Regions from separate parts of the Oryctolagus cuniculus genome. Here region 1 is linked to region 2. The links are chromatin contacts, called in public Hi-C maps. All regions are on one chromosome and are shown on one strand. The core of a region is the stretch at or near the end of the contact, and the rest is flanking DNA. Distances in the headings are between cores, read along the strand shown.

Evidence for each region. A called contact is a pair of places that touch in the nucleus more often than the background predicts.
Region 1: a Hi-C map of liver shows a contact between it and region 2, with 11 times the contacts expected there. The contact joins two enhancer-like sites. A contact is called at or near these places in 4 of 6 Hi-C or Micro-C datasets (embryonic fibroblasts, liver, psoas muscle and 1 more).

The regions. Positions count from the first base shown.
Region 1 is chr1:157,949,144-157,951,843 of mOryCun1.1, reverse strand. No RefSeq gene overlaps it. Among named protein-coding and RNA genes, the nearest start is that of ZFAND5, 78 kb to the right of the region's middle. Within about 2 kb of position 1,288, at least 1 of the 8 cell types and tissues checked has an H3K27ac peak or open chromatin away from gene starts, as enhancers often do.
Region 2 is chr1:157,638,867-157,641,566 of mOryCun1.1, reverse strand. No RefSeq gene overlaps it. Among named protein-coding and RNA genes, the nearest start is that of TMC1, 89 kb to the right of the region's middle. Within about 2 kb of position 1,411, at least 1 of the 8 cell types and tissues checked has an H3K27ac peak or open chromatin away from gene starts, as enhancers often do.

The sequences.
Region 1 (2,700 bases), core at 39-2,538, 310 kb before region 2:
CAGTGGGGCAGACACATGGATTTCTAACCATTATATCTCAACATGACTTTTTGACAGCTTGAACTGGATATCTTCATGCTCATAGTTCGCAGAGAACAAACCCAGGATGCCAAGACTTATCAAAACGATAGTCATGACTTGGCTAAAACTCAAAGGAAGATTTTATAGTTGTCCAAGAAAGGAGCCAAGAAAGAGTATTTCTTTAGAAATTTTTCTTTGAAAAACTTGATTATTTCTGGTGCCTGGTCAAAATTCATCCTGGGAAGACTGGAGAGGCCAGGCTGGCCAAAAGCCCAGTTGTCAAGGCAGCTGCCCTTGAAGTCTTGTGGGAAATTTTATCACCAACAAGATGCCAAGGTCAGCCCTGCAGGTGGGAAAGGCTTATGGTTGAAAATCACTGACAAAAACAATGAACCCAACTCAAAGCTCTTTGAGTTATGCACATAAATTTCGTGAGGCTTTCAGCAATTTCTGAATCTGTTTTCTTGGCAGCAGAGGAAAAACAACAGAGGCAGTAAAACTCTGTGGGAGTGGAATTACTCCCCAAATTTCAGTTTTCAAAAACACCTTGCTTGATGTGCTTTTGTTAAAAACTTAATTTATTTTTATTTAATTGAAAGGCAGAGAAACAGAGGGAGATACAGAGACAGACAGACAGAAGTCTTCCATTTGCTGATTCATTCCTCAAATTCCTGCAATGGCTGTCCCAGACCAAAGCTGGGAGCCAAGAATTCATTCAAGTCTCCCAACTTAAGTAGCAGGGACCCAACCCCTTGAGCCATCACCTCCTAGGGTGCAAACTAGTGGCAAACTAGAATTGGAAATGGAGGGAGCACTCAAACCCAAGCACTCCAGTGTGGAATGTGGGTGTCCCATGCAGCATCTTAACTGCTAACTGAAATGTTTAGCCTTTATTATGCTGTTAACAGATCTTCGTCTCAGTCTATGGAAAAAAAGCATATTATTACGTTTGTGTTTGTTTGTGTTTTTCCTAAAAACAGGGTCCAGAAAAGAAGCTGGGTGTGGCTTGTTTATTTGCGAGGTGGATACAGGAAACAGGAGTGACAGAACTGGGAAAATGAGACAGGGAAGAGAGGAAAGAAAAGTGCATTATCAAGATTACTGCCATGAGCAGTGTGAGCTCAGTTCTATTAGAAACACTAACAAGCAGAAAGCTCCTTTGAGTCAAGAGCTCAGGAGCAGCTTGGCTGGGCAGTTCTGGCTCAGGGTCTTTCAGGAAGTTGTGCTTGGATGCCAGCTGGGGCTCTAATAAGCTAGAAACTTGTCTGGGGCTGCAGGATTTTCTCAAGGGTGACTCACTCTACGGCCTACCAATTAGCATTGTCCTTGAGCAGTAGGCCTCAGTTCCTCTCTGTGAGAACCTCTCCACATGGCTGCTTGCTTCCCCCAAAGTAAGTGACCTAAGAGAAGAAAACGGAATACACTAGGCATTTCCTGAGGTAGCCTTGCAAGTCCCAGTGTGTCACTTCTTCTGTATGCTATTAATCGCACAGACCAGCCCTGGTTAAGTGTGGAAGAGACGACATGAAGACGTGAATTTCAAGACAACAAAATGATTGGTAGTGACCTTGGAGGCTGGCTTTCCTTTAGCCTGTTTCCTATTAATATTGTTGAAAGGATGAAATGAGATAATGCATACAACATTACGAATACATTGCCTGATACAGTGAGTGCTCAACAAATATTAGTTATCACTATTGTTGTGAGCTTCTCTCTTCTACTCAGCAGAAGGCCATCTTCATAGCTGACTACTAATTTACAAACATTACAGAAAGAGCTGGAGGCTACCCTGTATCCAAGTAGTGAAAAATTTAAGTTTTTGAATAACAAGCTTTATCTGAAAACTTGAGAGCTCTCTTAGCTGGAGAGCTGTGGTACAGTCATATAGTCATCTCTGCATCCAACATAAGCCACCCTTCTTAGCTATACACACCCCCTTGTGAACCCCTCCCCCCACTCACCCAACCCACATTACTCTTGTCATGCTAAGACATGGTCGCTTGAGAGCTTCTGGGGATTGCAGGGACTCACCTGTGTCCATCACACTAGGAGTGTGTGTTTCCTATGGGTCTTAAGTCCTCCCACCCAACCCTTATACTCCTGAATTTTTCTGATCCTCTTTGGAACTAGAACAGCATTCTGTTAATTTCTTTGGCTTAATCCCTAGTCTTTGGGGCCAGCTGTGTGGATAGATTAGTTTCTGTCTTCCAAACTGCTCAAATCCTCAACTGAGCGGTGTGTTATTGTATTCTCCCTTTCCCTGTCTGGTGAAGCAGTGATGGATGAATAAATCCAACATCCTTGGCAGGAGAAAAATGCATTGTCCAATTGCTAGAGCTGCAAAATATCTCCCATTTGTACTTTGGAGACTAACTTGGTACCACTACTGTTTTATTGTTGCTTTTCCTCTCCAAGTGTTGTTGAGGACTCTTTTTGCTTTCTTGATATTCAGCCATGGTTGTGTTTGTTTTGACATCAAGTAAAAGCCTTTAAAACAATGGTTCTCAGTCTTAGATACTCATTATAATTGCCTAAGAGTTTTATAGAACTTTAATATCCCACCTGCACATCAGATCAGTTGTATAAGTATCTCTCGCCATAGAATTTAGGCATCAGCATTTTTTTAAGTTTCTTAGGTTGATTCTAATGTGCAGCCAAGTTTGAACACAGTGACTCTCA
Region 2 (2,700 bases), core at 162-2,661:
ATCCTGCATCAGAGTGCCTGGGCTCAAGTCTGGACTCCACTTTCTATTCTAGCTACCAGCTAATACATACTCTGGTAGGCAGTAGGAGATGGTTCAAGTACTTGGGTCCCTGCCACACACACAGGAGATCTTGATGGAGTTCCAGGCTCTTGACTTTCGCCTAGCCTAATCTCAACTGTTGTAGGCATTTGGGAAGTAAACCAGCAGATAGATCTATAGATCTCTGTCTTTCTGTTTCTTTCTCTCTGCCTTCCAAACAAAATATAAATGATTAAATTTTTTAAAAAGCTAAGTCAGACTGTGAAATCACTTCAAGAAAGCAGCTCTGATGTAAAAACAAAAACAAAAATAAAATAAAAACTACCCAGTTTTATAGAGCAAGAACCAACAATTAAAGTAACTCTCCAAGAGGGTAAAAATATTCTTGAACTCCAAGGAGTCACATAAATAGTCAGGATGATCTCAACTTGAGGGCCAATTGGTCATGGCCATTTCTCTCTTTTTTGGCCCTTCCATTTTTTCTGTTTTCTCCTCCCTTTCCTCCTTTTCCTCTTTCTCTTCTGTCTATGTCTTCCTCTATCTTCTTTGAGCTATCATTCTCCTCTCTTTCCTCTTCTTTAAGTGTTCAGTGTCCCTTTGATGGAAAAAACATGTACAAAACTCCTCCTCCTTATGCCAATTATCTTGATAAAAACTGGGGTGTCAAGATGAATCATGGGATTTTCTGCCCAGCACCAAGAGATGGTTTAATGTCTTTTCCCCAGCCTCCCTCTACAACTCTGACTTTTATCTCCTGTAATATGCTCTAATCTTCAGCCTTGACAATATTCCTCTATAATAGGTGCAATTGGTATTTTTCTCAATCTTATCAAAACTATTTTCAGAAAAGTTTGCTATTTTTAGATTGATCCTTTGAATATAATCTAAGAATAAATAATATTCTTATTGTACAATTACTATTTTGAGTCAAGTTCTTTGGCTACTGCTTACAATAGCTCGTTTCCCAGTAAAATCTCTGCCCTTTGTCCCTCTTTTTAGAACTTATGGAGTCCTTCTTGCTCTTACCTATAGGCTGGAGAGGGGAGAGTGTCACATTTCGATTAATTGCTTTAGAATTCTTTGATTATTCCCAGAGTTCATAGGAAAACCTTGCACATTTGAATTGGAAACTCCAGCTTTAGCATGCTGTCGTGCCTCAGGCCTTGGGAATGGTGGAGCAAAAGAGCAAGAAGCCAGAACTGTCAGGGCACTTACTGTGATTGTATAAAGAAGAGACCCATCAGTTAACACAGGCATTGGCACAGGAGTCCCGTGATGCCTTCCTTTCTGACAGATCATAAACAGTTTACCCTGGAAATGGATAGTATCTGAGATTATGTAGAAGCCTGACTGAGTCAGCTAACTTTTAGGCCAAGTGTGTGACTTCCTTGCTAAATCTTTTGGCCAAGTACTTTCAGCTTTGTGTAAGGGATTAGTTTAACTCTTGCAAAACTGGTTCACCAGGAACAATGACTAAGTGTTTTTTTTTTTTTTTTTTAAAGTATCCAGCATGCTGTGTCGAGCAGCTATAAATACATTTACAAGCTGGAGTTTCAAGGGAGGAGAGTATTAGCTTGGAATAGAAAATAAGCCGACTGAGTTACGGGTAGTCACGCAGCCAGCACACTGTGTTTTCATCTCTACCTCTTGCAGTTTTATTTTCCTCCTCAAAGACTTTGTGAGTGTGTCATTTTCTCAACAGAAACAGTCTCCCCCGTGCTCGCCTTTTGTTTGTGTGTGTGATCATGTGTGTGGGTGTTCTCTGATCTTCCTGTAGAGGTCCAAAGAGTCCCAAGCAGTATAGCCTTGTTATTACCATACTGTCTGCTCATTGACCACATGGATGACAAAGGTCAACTGACAAACAAGCAATGCACTTACCCCCTCTTTGCAGGTGGTGAATCTGAAAACTGAGCGTTTTCTTTCCCTAAGGAAGTGTTTGGAGTCTGAGCAACTCTGTGTTTAGACAGCACAGCTTTCAGTTCCAGATCTTGGCAGAGGGGCAGACAGAGGGAATGGCAATGACAGACTTTACTGTAGGCCTATACCGTGCTCTGAGGAACTAGTGACAGGAGGAATGTGACAAAAGCATTTATTGAAATAAAGATTTCCAATAAAGTATGAAAAATGCTAACGAACCTTAGGCAGAGTCATTTTTCATATTTATTATTGAAAACATCTCACCTGCAGTCTTTTTCTAGGTCTGGCATTCCGAGAAACTCACTGTCGTGTGCCTGAGGGCCTACAGAAAGAAAAATAGGGTGAATGAGGCCACTCAGAAAACTCCTCTAGTCATAATTCCTGTCGACATTGGTTGGTGGATAATGTTCTACATTCCACCAGTGCAGGTAGATTGAGGAGTGTAGCCCAGTTTGCCAACTGCTTTTTGAGGATTCAGGGCTTCTAGAATTTCCCAGCATCTTGTTACTTTTAAAAATCTGTAACATCCATTTGATTACACAGTCGAACCTTTCTAAAAAGTGAGGGGATTTCAAAAAGTTTATGAAAAATGAAATGGAAAGATGTTTATTATGGTGCAAAAAATTTGAAAATCCATGCAGTCTTTTTATAATACACATTTCCTATGAACTTTTTTGGATACCCCTCATGTATTTAGGCATTATCTCTAATCTGTTCACCTTTCATTTTTAAGATAAAAAT